2 separate regions of the Anas platyrhynchos genome follow, and region 1 is linked to region 2. The links are chromatin contacts, called in public Hi-C maps. All regions are on one chromosome and are shown on one strand. The core of a region is the stretch at or near the end of the contact, and the rest is flanking DNA. Distances in the headings are between cores, read along the strand shown. Region 1 holds the start of TLE3 (TLE family member 3, transcriptional corepressor). Region 2 has its middle 50 kb from the start of KIF23.

The links. Hi-C and Micro-C count contacts between places; a contact is called where the count stands out from the background.
Region 1: a contact with region 2 is called in a Hi-C map of liver, with 2.5 times the contacts expected there. The contact joins the promoter of TLE3 here to the enhancer-like site in region 2. A contact is called at or near these places in 2 of 8 Hi-C or Micro-C datasets (liver and skeletal muscle).

What each region holds. Positions count from the first base shown.
Region 1 is chr11:24,140,606-24,147,087 of IASCAAS_PekinDuck_T2T, forward strand. It overlaps TLE3 (TLE family member 3, transcriptional corepressor), which reads right to left and starts at 3,069. Exons shown (of 21, transcript XM_072043254.1): 1 at 2,790-3,069; 2 at 2,171-2,289; 3 at 1,965-2,065; 4 at 1,712-1,775; 5 at 1,012-1,056. The coding sequence starts at 2,194.
Region 2 is chr11:24,001,750-24,008,764 of IASCAAS_PekinDuck_T2T, forward strand. No RefSeq gene overlaps it. Among named protein-coding and RNA genes, the nearest start is that of KIF23, 50 kb to the left of the region's middle. Within about 2 kb of position 4,617, at least 5 of the 8 cell types and tissues checked have an H3K27ac peak or open chromatin away from gene starts, as enhancers often do.

The DNA.
Region 1 (6,482 bases), core at 1,819-4,318, 140 kb after region 2:
AAAAACCACCACCCAACAACAACAAGCAAAAACCCCAGCCAAACAAAAGCCCAACAAAAAACCCTGACGGCTAAGCAGTAATTATTTGTGCTACTCTGTGACTACACACACCAAAAAGCCGAAGGGAACCGTGTGTGAAGGAGAGGCAGACTCCCAGACACGCTGCTTTGAATTTAATCATCTGCTAACGACACTTCCATAGGCAGGACCGCGATGCTGCTATTAAGCAAAACCACTCTGGAGCTGAACGGGGCTGATCTGCGAGTTGCAAAGTTGATGTCAACTCGTATCTGCCTTCAGTTCTTAATTAGAACTACTTCTAAAACCAGTAAGCAGCAGCAGCACAAATAATCAGGTCTAATCTCAATAATAACTTTATTCCTTTAAGTTTTACCATCATGTGCCCAGCCTTTAGGCTCTTTAACCGTAATCTTATCAAGGTAGCACACCGCATTCTGCTCCGGCCTTTCTATATTTTTCCTTCGGGCAAGTTACATATTAGAGGAGACCCAAAGGAAAAAAAAAAAAAAAAAAAAAAGCACCAAACATTGCTTCATTTTTCCAGATGCAAAGACAAACCCGTGCCATTGAGCAACACACCAGCGGCTATCGGCATCCCAAAGATAATTCCCTAATTCCCTGCAAGTCTCACGCCACGGCGCCGCGAGGGTTGGGGTTTGACCCCAGAGCGGGGTTCTTTGCCCCACCAAGGAGGGGAAGGCTCCAGGGATCCCCATTTTCCGAGCACCGGGAACCCACCACGCCGGGCACGCACCTCCTGGCACCCCCCACAAACAGATTTCCCCAAATCCGAGTTTCTCCCGAGCGCACACACCAAATCTGCTCCGCCAAACGGGGCTGCGGGGCCCCGAGGCTCCCCCGGAGCCACCTCCCCGACCCTGCCCTCGCCCCCGCTCACTGCTCAGGGTTTATTTCCCCCCCCCCCAATACTGAGAAAAAGGGCAAAGAGGAGAGCCCCCCAGCCCCACCTCCCCCCTTCCCATTACTCACCTGTTTGTGCATTTCAATATTCAAACCGTACGACATCTCATAGTACTGGGGGAGGGAGAAACACACCAAAAAAAAAAAAAAAAGAAAGAAAAAAAAATAAAAAAAGAAAAAGGAGCCGAGGTGAATTTGAATTCATTTACCAGGCGGCGTTTGCATAAGGTCATTACCAGAAAGCATCCTGGTGGGGGCCGTGCTGGCAGCCGAGGAAATGACACCTTACAGCCAGCAGATGTTTCTGGCTCGCCCTGGGGACACCCCACAGCCCTCCCATGTCCCCCCCCCCGGGGACACGAAGCGGCTCAAACCCAGGGGTCGGGGGCTGGAGGGCTCCAGGGGGGGGTCACAGCCCCCAGCCAGCCCATGGGGGGCACGCAGAGGGCTGGGCTGGACCGGACCCGGGGGCAGCACCGGGGGGCCGGGGGGGTACCGGAGGGGGGGTCCCGGTGTTCCCACGCCCCCCCCATCCCCCCCCTGCGATTAGGAGCCTGCGGTTGGGAGCCGGGGGGGGGGGGGGCTCAGCGCTGCCACCCCGAGCCTGGGCTACCGCAGGGCGGGACGGGGGGGGGGGGGGTGGGAGGGGGCGGTGACGACCCCCCCCTACTTATTTCTCCCTTTTCTTTTCCACCCCTCCCTCGGCCGGGGGCTCGGCGGCGGGGCCGCCCCCCCTCCACCCCCCCACCCCCCCCCGCCCGCCGCTCACCATCACGTAATGGCGCTGCATCTCCGTCTTCTCGTTCGCCAGCTTGTCGTACTCCACTTTCAGGCTGGGGGGGGGCGGGGGGGGGGGGGGGGAAGCAAAGCACAACCGGGTGTGTGTATGTATGGGGGGGGCCGTCAGCCACCACGGGGCGCAGCTCGCCACGGCACCCCCCCCCCCTTTTTTTTTTTTTAATTTTTTTTTTTTTTAAGGTGTCCCCCCCCCACTACCCCCCTCCCTTTCTCCCAAGGCTCACCTGTGGTACTGGGCTTGCAGGAACTGGAACTCGTCCTTGATCCGGTCGCACGATTCGGCCACGGTGAATTTAAAGCCCGGCTGGCCCGGCTGGTGCGGAGCCTGCGGGGAGTGGGGGGGGGGACGCTCAGCGGCTTGGGGGGGGGGGGGGGGGAAAAAGGGAATTGGGGGAAGCTCAGCCAAGGGAAGGGGGGGTCCGGGACTCACCGGGTGCCGGCCCTGGGGGTACATGGCCGGGCTGGGGCGCGGTCACTGGAGCCAGCCGCGACGATCGCGACGTGCGCTGCTGCCCGCCGGCCACGGAGCGCTCCCGGAGAGGCCGAGAACTGGAACAAAGAGACGAGAGGAAAGTCCGTGCGGGGGGCGGAGGAGGCGAGGAAGGAGGGGGGGGAGAGAGAGAGCGAGAGAGAGAGAAAAAAGGAGGGGTGAGGAGGAGAAAAGGAGGCTGAGGGGGGGGGAGAAAAAAGCAGCGGGGCCCCGGCCAGCCCCGCTCGCCCCCCGGCGCAGGCTCCGCACCGCGCGGCTCGGCCGGGGAAGGCGCTGCGCACCCGCGGAGCCCGGCCAGCCCCTGCTGCTGCTGCCGCCGCCCGAGCCGCCGGGCTTTACCCCCCCTCCCTTCCTCCCTTTCCAAGAGCGAAACCAGGAAAAAAAAAATAAAAATCAGCCAAAAAAGGGTCATCGTAATAAAAAAAAAATGAAAACAAAGCGGCGAGGAAGGAGCCCCCGAGGTATTCCTGGGCGAGAAAGGGGGGGAAGCAAAGCCAGGAACTAACGGCGGAGCACGACGGCCATGGAGGAGAGGAGGAGGAGGGGGAGAAGGCCGTACACATCCGAGCGACGGCACCGGCCGCTCCGCTCCGCTCCTCCCGGCTCTCGGTTCAGCTCCGGAACGGCGGCAGCGGCGGCGCCGGGGCTCCTCGGGCCATGCTGGGCTTGGGGGGGCCGAGGGGAAGAAGAAGAGATCCGGGGGGTCGGGGTCGCGGCGGGGTCGCGGTGTCTGGGGGGCGCTCCCCGGGGCCGGCTCCCGCCGCTCGGTGCCGCCGCCGCGCGCGGACTGGGGCAGCCCCGGAGCACGCGGCCCGCGCCGCCGCCACCGGAGCGCGCCCGCCGCTGGGCGGGGCCAGCAGCCCGGGCGGCCTCGGAGCTCAGGCAGCCAATGGCAGCGCGGGGAACCCACGTGGGGGCGGAGGGGGAGGCCGCTGATTGGACGCCGCCGTAAGGGACGTCACAATGGGCAGCGCGGGAGGGGCGGCCCCGCCACCGGGCGGCACCGGGACGGCCCCGAGCGGGAGGCTGCGGGGCTGCCGGTTTGGGGTGTTTTTTTTTGTTTTTTTGCCCGATTTTAAAATTTTTTCACGCTGTTTGAGGTTGAACGCGGGGAAAATGGTTGGCACAAAGGGAAAAGGAGCCCCGGGAGCGGCTGCAAGCCCCGCTGAACCCCTTCTCAGGGAGCTACCGGGCTCCACCGCCGGTCCCAGCCCCGTAGTGCTCGGGGGAGCCCCGGTCCCGTCCCCATCCCGGCCCCATTCCCAGCCGAGCCCCGCAGCCCCATCCCGGCGGCACAAAATGGCTCCCGCGCCGCGCGTCACCCGGAGCCTCCCCGCCCCACGTGGGGCAGCTGTCACTCAAACCCCCCTCCGACCAATCAGAGCACGGTGCTGTCTCCTCCCGCCACCCCATTGGACGGCGGCGGCGCGGCTGCCACTCGGGCGGCGGAGCTGTCAATCAAAGCCACGTGGGGCGGAGCGCTGACAAATGCCTCTGCTTTGCAGCCTCCCGCTTGCAAATAGTGCCCGGAATGGCTGCTTAATTAGCTCTGAATGGCTTTTCCTCCCAGCTCAAACAATCTGTCACTACCGCGCGGCGAAGGGAGCCATGCATAAAAAAGTAAGCAGAGGCTAAATATCAATTTGATTTTGTGTATCAAAGGAATATTTTATATTATTTTTTTTTTTTTAATTTTTTTTTTGACTTTTTTTTTTGACTTTTTTTTTGACTTTTTTTTTTTACTTTTTTTTTTTTACTTTTTTTTTTTTTATTATTATTATTTGGCGCTCCCTCGTAATGAAACGCAGCGATTTAAATAAGAAAAAATAAAAAAATAGGGGTGAAAAAGAAGAAAAATCCCCCCCCAGCCCCCAGCCCAGCGCCTCCTCTGCTCCCCCCCCACCTCCCCGGATCGGTACCGGGGGGCCGGGGACCCCCTGGCGGTGCACCCCAGGGAGGGTCCCGGGGGGTCCCAGGGGGGGTCCCCGGGGGGGTCCCGATGGGGCCGGGGGCCGCCCCCCGCCCCCCCCCCGCCGGTTGCCGCGCGCCCCGTGGCGGGGCCGGGCGCTGCCCGCGCGCCCCCTTCCCATTGGCCGCCGCGCCCGGGGCCGCCGTGCCCCACGTGGGGCCAGGGGGCGCGCCGCAAAACCCGGACCGGATTTGCAAAGCGGAGCCGGAGCCGCCGCACTGCTCCCCCCCCCCCAACCCCCCCTGTGCGGATGGCAGCGGCTCCTCGCCTCCCCCCCCCGCCTTCCGCCTTCCTGCTGCTTTTATAATCCCCCCCTTTTTATTTTTTTTGTAATTTATTTATTTTTTTAAATTTTATTTTATTCTAATTTTAATGCTTTATTTTATTTTTGTTCCTTATTTTTATTTTTTTATTTTATTTTTTATTTTTTAAAATTTATTTTGTTCTCATTTTATTATTTATTTTAATTTCTTATTTTTAAATTTTTATTTTATTTTTATTTCTTTTTTAATTTTTATTTTATTCTAGTTATATTAGTTTTTTAAGTTCTTATTTTTTAATTTTTATCTTATTTTTATCTTATTTTTATTTCTTTTTTCAATTTTATTTTATCCTAATTGTATTTTTTCTCATTTTTTAAAGTTTTATTTTATTTTTTCTTTCTTTTTTTCTTTTTACCTTTTTATCTCATTTTTAATTCTCATTTTTATTTTTTCACGGCGGGGAGCTGGCGCTGGCTGCCAGGTACTCAGTGTGCCAGAGCTCGGCCCCCAGCACCCACCACCCACCCTGGGGCACCCCCTGCCCGCCGTGCTTGGAGCCCCCCAACCAGGGCTCCCGAGGCCGCCAGCCCCCCAGAAGCTCCCCCGATGGAGCCTGGCTCTTGCTGTCCTGCCTCCAGCCCCCAAAGATGAGCAAAGCCCCTGAGAAATGCCCCCCATAGGGGAAAAACATCCACAGCCGATCTCCCATGGGTGCTGGGCACCCACAGGGTCCCCATCCCGGCACCGTGACCCCCAACCACCCCACACCGCTGGGACGGGGCCGGCCCCACAGCCCCTGGTGCTTCCTGGGCCCCAATGGGGTGGGAAAAGGGGACAGGGAAGGGACGCTGGAAATTGGGTTCCGCTGCTGAAAATAGAAGGCATTAGAGGAGCTGCTTCCCTCCCCCAGCGGTATTTATGGACAAATTCTGATTTTTATTTAATGGTTTCCCCGAAAAGGTTGTAATTTTCTTCACATTTCCATCCAGCCAGCGCTGTTGTGGTGAACTCAGACGACCAAGAATGCCTCTCGTTAATTGATATTCCTCACGCTAGGGCTGCACTGAAATAGCAGATGTTTTATTTTAGGTTATTAAAGCTCACCTGGTTGAAAAAGAAAAAAAAAAAAGAAAAAAAAAAAAAAAGGAAAGAACAATTAGGGGTGAAAGGAAATGTTCTGGTTCATATTGATTTAAAATCTGCTTAAATTGATATTTGCACATCCCAATTAGAAACCATGATCTTTTCCCAGAAGTTTTTTTTTTTTTTTTTTCCCTGAGATTTTTTTCGTAACGATCTCAGAGGAAGGCTCGGCAGGAGGAGCGGCTGCCTCCCCCCCCAGCCCGATGGGCACCGTGCTCGGGGTGTGGGGTCACCGGGTGTGGGTGCAGCAGGGGAGCCCCAGCCCGCTCCTGCCCCTTGTCCTCCACATGCCCCAAGGGTTGTAGGGCCGAGCACTCCGGCCACAGGCGGTTTTGGGGTCTCTGGGGTGATGCAAGGTCCCCCCGAAGGTCCCACACGTGGCTTGGCCGAGCCGCGCTGCGTGCTTGAGGCCACGGCACCCCGCGAGGTCTCACAGCCACGGGAAGGGAAATGGGGAAGGGAAACGGGGACGCCCTCACCCACCCCGCTCAGGGAGAAAACCCCAGGCACGGCTCCCGAGCTGGGGGTGTTGTGACACCGAGCAGACCCACCGCAGAGCCGCCCTTTCGGGGAAACCGAGCCACGCTTCCCCTGCGCAATCGGCATCTGCGGGGAAGGAGCCACTGGGCCCCGTCCCCTTTGGGTCCCCGCTGTGCCCGCTGCTCGCCCTGCCCCAAAATCCGACCCCTGGCTGCTCACTGCGGGGTTCAGGGTGCCTCCCTGCGGCACACGGGCCCTGAACCAAGACGTGGAGCTTTCCTTCCATATCTTTTTAACCTTCCCCTCGTACCTCCCCGGGTACCCGTTAATCCTGGAAGGGGCTGGGACGGCTTCATCAGATTTGCCATTAGGATGCAGGGGAGGTGGTGTGGGGAGG
Region 2 (7,015 bases), core at 3,367-5,866:
TTTAATAATTAATCGGGGCTTTATTTAAGTCCATCACTGCACTGCAGTAATGGTTCATCGGATACCTTCTTATAATGTGTACAGTGTAATTTTTATTAGGAGGCGCTTCTGAAGCGAAAGCTGGTTGTTACCTGGTTGTAGTCAAACATGTCATTAGTTACCAGGTATCGTGGGTCAACACACAGGCATAAAACAATCCCTTTTCTTCTCTTGCAATGATTAACCCATCTATCAACAGTGTCTGTTTAATATATATCACTATAAACAGTCATTATTTGCAAGAATAGCCAGATGGGCAGATAATTTAAAACATAACTTGGAATCTATTTTAGTTTTTAGAGGCCTAACTTAACAAAAAAAATCATAGAAATGCCCATGCAATCACACGCCCAATTTGTGTGCGTAATTACCTTGATTACATGTGTGCTTGTGGTAATTGTCACCACAGATGGCATTGGGATGCATGAATGGTCACTTGTGCATGCGGAGCTGCTCCACATACCACACCAGGGTAATGTCAGATGCAAATTGAGCGCGCACCTCGTGCACCCCCCCTGCTGCAGAGCGCGGCACGGCCACCAGCCCGGCTGCCCACCCATGGGTGCATGGTGCAGGCACCAGGGTGCAAAAACGGGGAGGTGGGAGCAGGCTGTGGGTTCCTGCACAAGGCTGTGCTGCTCGGATGCGTGCCCTCGCTGTGGGATGCCTCCTGCATCTGGCGGCGAGCTGGCTGCTGGGGCGCGGTGGTGCCGATGGGGTGCCACCACGGCGGCACTTTGCCTTGAGGCACGGCTGCCTCCGAGTGCCTTTTGCAAGGCAGTTTCCTCTGCAAAGCATGCAGGAGCCCAGATAGAAGTCACAACCTCATCCTGCCCCAGAAAACAAGGCCAAATTGGGGTCGTACCACCCCATTAGCACCCAAGTGCTGCCCTGCTGGCGCATCCCCGTGCGCCCTGTTGATGCACCCTCGTGCTGGACACCCCAGAGCTCCCCGTTTGTACCTCCCCATGCTGGCACACCCCAGTGCTCCCCGTTTGTACCTCCCCATGCTGGCACATCCCCGTGCTCCCCATTTCTGCACCCCCATGCAGCTCCAGCAGCCCGGCCACGTGCCACCCCAGCAGCCTGGCCACCCGCCAGCAGCCCTCGAGGCCGCGGCTGCTGCTTTCCACAAGCCCCTGTCCCCGGCTTAGGAGAATTAAAGATGCCTGATGCTGCGCTTATCAGGGGAGGAGAGAGAGACTTAGGAGGCAGTCTATCTAAAAGTTATTATTAATTTTTATTGCTGCATGGATTTAGAGATTTGGAAGAAGATAAATTCCAAACAGACATCCATTACCAAAGCGACAGTGTAGCTTAAAGATAACATTTACATTCTTACGGTGTTTATATATATCTGATCCCACTCAATCTGCTCCCTGTTCAAACTTTTTGCCACCTTCAGAAGGATCAATACCTACATCAAAGGTTATATGAAGGTGGCCAGATTCTTTTAAGCTGTTTGCATAGCCCTCAGTTTGCTGTGCTAACACAGCCTGGTACTTCTTCCAATAACTCTGTTTGCCTTGTATTAGGACTGTTTGCTGAAACACCTAGCAGAATCCAATAGAGGACAGACTTTCTAAACATTTGGTCACATCTGTCAATCAATAACACCAATCGGTTTCCTGATACAAACAGCAAACTCTGCCAAATCTAATATTTGCCCAAACTTTTACTGACTCTTGCTGGTTTAAAACAGTAAAAGGCAACTGAGCAGACATTAGTGCAGAAAGGTTCTCGCTAATATTTAACTCTAGGCAAACAAAGAATAATTCCAGCAATGAAAGGAGCAAAAACAAACAGTGTAATTATTGTCCTCTTTTTATTTGAGATAATTTGCTTAAATGTACAGCTATTATCTGTTAATATGGTGAGGTATAATTAGAAGGGACAAAATACAGGTTTGGCTGACACAGGCGCGCTCACACACAGGCACACAATGGTGCAGATTTCAACTCTTGAACCTTGCCCCTTGCGCTGAGATCATGTTTATGCAGGTGATCTTGGAACAAACACGGCGATGTTATCAGTGAATGGAAAACACCTGACTCGAAAACAAAAAAAAAAAAAAAAAAAAAAGGAAAAAGTACTCAGAGGACTCCAGGCAAATCTGGATTCCAGATTAAAACAAAGAGGAACAATGGAGGCCAAATGTTTTTCTGGAGTGGCTGCCAGGCTGGGGTAGGCGGCTGGAACTTGGCTCAAGTCTCTTCCATAAAACCGGGAGATGCTTTTAATCTGCATCTGAAAGAAAGCAGAGTGCAGCCAGAATCGGTGCCCAAGGGGTGCTCCGGGACCGAGCGCTGGGTCCCATCTTGCAGGGGCACCCAGCACCATGGGGACCCCTCGCTCCAGCCCCCAGGGGGGCACCGCCACTCGGACCAGGGTGTCTGCCTGGGTGGCAGCTTGTGGCAGCGCAGATCATCTTTAATTCATCGTGTTGTGGAAGGAGAATAAGTGGGACAGATAATGATCTGCAGAGTTTTCCTTTTTGGTAACCAAATATATCTTTGTGCTAAGTGACAATTATTCTAAAAGCTTCTTTTTTGCAGCTAAGGTGCTCGGCTCCCGTGCCTCAAAGAGTCGTTTTCCCTCGGAAAGGAATCTAATTGGGCTCTGATCGAGAGCAGAAAATACCTAAAAGCTGCACAGAACAATATTTCACCCTGCTAACAGCCTTTTCATTTGGAATGCACAGCCTAACACTAAGTGCGACGTGTAGTCTCATCTCTAACACTTTGTTTATTACAGCGCGCTGCTAAATATTAGATAATGGTGGTTAGAGAACGCTTTTTGCAGAGGGAAACAAGTCAAGCAGAAAGCAGGCTGGCTGCCCGGCGTGCAGAGGAGATTACGCTGCAGATGCTGGGGACGATGCTGGGGGGTGAGCAGTAAATGAGCACGAGCCGGTGCTGGTGGCCTTGGCGGGTTACTTGGGTTGAGCAGCGCTGCTCCCCTGCCCCAGTTTTGCTCGGTGGGCAGCTGTCAGCACTTGTGCCCGATGTCCCGAGGCACATCAGCCCACGCAGTGCCTGCCAGCAGGGGTGAGAGGGTGCAGACGCCGCGTCCTGAGTCACCGCTGTTGCACCACCGGCCCTGGGCGCTGCGTTGGAACGGCCCCGGCGCATTCACGTGGCCCTTCCTCACTGGGAAAAATCGCCTAGGTTCAAGTGGGAGCTTCCTTGTCTTCACAGCAGCCCTTCTGATGGCATTTAGGGTGATGGCTGCCTGTCCTGATGGGAATTCGGGTGACCTGCAGGTCACAGCAGCCTCTTTGCGCAGGACTTGCTAAGCAGGCATAGGCGAAAGGAAAGCCTGCAGGTTATTCGGGGAGTAAAACCCCTGGCTCAGGACCTTTCAGAGCACTGCAGACACGTGCGTGCGGCGTGCGTGGGCAAAGTGCAGTGGTAGGGACTCAAAGCTGCTGAGGTTTTTGGGGAGCCCAAGGCCCGGAGCAGTGGCGGCGCGCGGCAGCAGATGGCAGTGGCAGCGTGCCGCCGCCCGCGCGGGCAGCCCTCGGTGCTGATTAACGCGGCAGAAAGTGGCATGGTTTGGGGCTGTGGGACCTGAAATGAACTCTCTCCTCCTTCCCTGAGCGCCAGGTGGAACGGCACAGCCTGGGGCTCTGACATTCAGCCCCAGCGAAGAGGAGGAGAGGTGGGGATTGCTTTGGCTGCGGCAGAGCCCCCCCTGCGCTGGCGTGTGGCTGCCATCGAGGGGGTTTGGCTCCATGGGGATACCCGGGCTGGCTCCAGCACTGTGGGTACCAGTGCTATAGGGACCAGGGGACTGCTAGAACCTGGCTTCAGCTGCTTGGAAAGCCAAGGGGCCTGCCCTGCGCTCCTGCACAGGCGGTTCCGGGGTCCCAGGAGGAGCAGGAGGTCACACACAGCCACCACTGTGCTGCTGGGGACATCTGGGTGGCCCTGGATGAGATCTGACACCACAGCCTGCCTGGGAACCTGGTGTAGAGGCTGCAGGTGGCGTCTCCTGCAACCCTGGGACCCCAAAAGTGGCACTGACAGCCCCGACATGCCAGCACGGTGCCATCCAGCCGCTCCTGCGTGGGCACCGTGCCCTGGAGCGCAGCCCAGAGGCTCCTGCAGGTGCGTCTGGAAGAAGCACAGAACGTCCCGAGCTGGAAGGGACCCACCAGGATCACTGAGTCCAACTCCTGGCTCTGCTCAGGACCAGCCAAAAATCAGACTGTGCGTCTGATTGGTCCACAGGCTCCTTGAACTCTGGCAGCTTGGTGCCGTGACCACGTCCCTGGGGAGTCCTTCCAGTGCCCGAGCACCCCTGGGCGCAAAACCTTTCCCTAACACCCATCCTGACCCTGCCCTGTCCCATCTCCGTGCCATTCCCTCGGGTCCTGTCCCTGTCCCCTGCAGAGGAACGGGATGGGACGCCTGCCCTGAGCCACACCAGGGGGAACTTTGTCACAATTCCTGCCCAGACTGTTCTAATTACAGGTTGAAAATGAGCTGCGCTGGGCCTGTTCTTCCTTATCAGCTTATTGCTCTGATATTTTCCTAGACACTGGGATGAATCAGAGCGTTGCATCACATTCCGTGCTGGCTGCAGTGTGTTTCCGGAAGAATGCTGAGGGTGTTTTGCTGCTATTACTGAGTAATTAACCCGGGCTGGAAGCTGCTTGGCGTTCCCTGATCATGAGAAAGCGCAGCACGAGGAAGCTCAGCACCTGTGAGAACAAAGCAGGTTCCCTCGCGGTGACAACAGCAGCAGAGGGAAGGCCTGGGGAAGGAAGCCGCGCGTTGGTTTGCTCCCCAGAGATTTGGAAACGTTTTGGCTGGGTGCGCCTTGTGCGACGGGGCGAGAGGCGAGCCTGACTCGGCTCGCCTGCGGAGCTGCCTCCCCTCGAGCATCCCCACGGGGCACACGGGGCAGAGCAGCTCTGCTCAGCCCCTGCACCCAGGTGGCTCTCCGCAGGCGAGGGGCAGCAGGGTTGCCCAAACGTGGTGCCCTTTTGGGGCGTTGCACCACCGAGCGGCCGGTGCCGAGCTCTTGAAGCTCTGGAGATGAAGCCAGCTGCTGCCTGGCCGCCTGCCGTGCCGAAACCCCGGCTCCACTGAAGTCGGTTGCAAAACTCCTGGATGGAGAAGGCTGGGCCGAGGTCTCGCCCTGCCCGCTGCTCCCTGCCGTGCCCGGCGAGCCGGTTCGTGTGCTGGAAGCGAGCTCCTGCTGCTGCTGCCGCCGCCGGCTGCGGGGCTGGGAGCGGCTCGGGAGGACGGTGGCGCAAATGCCAGGGTATGAAACGAGCTCGTTTGTTCTTTTATCTTTGAAATTATAGCTCAGAAAGGTCCAGAGATGATGGGGAAAAAAAAGCCTGAATTATTCATTAAAGTGACTTTTTTTTTTTTTCTGCTTTAATTCTTCAGAAATCTTCAAAAGTGCACAATTTGGGGATATTGGTTATAGATGTGACAGCTCCCACCAAATGGGCTTTTTTTTTTTTTTTTTTTTTTTCTAGCCCTTGAGAGGTTTTATTGCTCCAGAGCTCTTCCCCACCCTGAAACCAAAGCAGTTCACTGAGGAATAAAGTCAGCACGAAATACTTTGGGTAGTGCATTTAAGAGGAGGCAGGGCTGTGTGCCCTTCCAGGGACGGTCTGTTGCTTTGTTGCTTTAAAGCTTTAAAGTGCTTGGAGAGGAAGTGCCAGGTGTGATAACAAACATCTCGCTGGCACCGCTTAGGGCATGGGTCCTCCTGGGGCAGGGAGCTGGGGAGATGCTCCCGTGGCCTGCCTTTGCTGGGGGCTCCTCCGCAGAGCAGCCCCGTCCCTGTGGCCACTGCTCCTGCCAGCCCCCATCGCCTCGGGGTGAGGTTTAGGAGCCTGTGTGTGCCTGTAGAGATATTTATTTAGGAGTCCGACCCAGCCCTCAGAGGGGCTTCCCATAACACCCAGCCCTTGGTGGCCGGAGAGCAAAGGTAGCCAAAAGGGGAAAGCTGTCAGGAAGGGGGTGAGGCTGGGAAATCCCACTGTAAATTACCAGCAGGAGCCGATTATTTCTCTGCAGGTGATTTGACCTCAGAAATGGGGAAGGCACGAGGCAGGAGGTGGCACGCAGCCGGGGCAGGGAGCTGCAGCCCCCAGCCCAAGGGGAAGGCAGCACCGCCAGCACTCTCCTAGATAAAACCCTTGCTGAGGCTTCCAAACCACAGCAGGCTAATTGCAGCTAATTATGGAAGGTAATTGTGTGAAGATGGCACGGAGCTTTGACCTGGATAACGAGGAGGGACGCGGCACCTCCCCTGCGCCACGAGGGGCAGGACCCGGGTCCCGCAGCCGCAATGGGAGTTGGGGAGTGAACCCCACGGGAGCTCTCGGTGCTTTCATCTTGCAGAGGAATAAAAACCTGCAGCAGGCACTGGAAATTTCCCCTGTGACGGTGCTGAGAGAAAACACTCCGGGCCGGGAGTGGGAGAGTTTAATTGCCCTGCTCATTAAAGGCGCTGATGCGCGACGCGCTGGGTGCCGGCACGCCCAGGGCTCGAGGAATCCCCGGCAGCTGCTCGAGGCCCCTGAGCCTCCCAGCTCTTAGGATCTGCAGCACCACGAGGGCCGAATCCATCCCCAACACCAGTCCCAGCCCCGACACCAGTCCCTCGCACACCAAAATTAGATGTTTTGTAGCTTTTCCTGCATACGACCCCTGTCCAGTGAGGCAGGCAGAGACTGGAGGCATCGATGCTGGGATTTCCTCCCCCCTCCTTTATTTTTTTTTTGTTTTGCCTTTGGCAAAAATTCCAACACTGGTTTAATGTTTGTAAAGCAGCATGGGACCTGAAGGGAAAGGTGCTACCTAAGCACAAAGCGTAATTGAGAGCCTGTGTGATGGGCTCTATGGCAATCCGTGTGCGGTGGTAATGACATTAATGACATTAATAACAGGCTGCTATTGTCAGCCTGCAGACCCGAGGCCCAGGCACGCCCAGAGCAGGCTAATAAAGA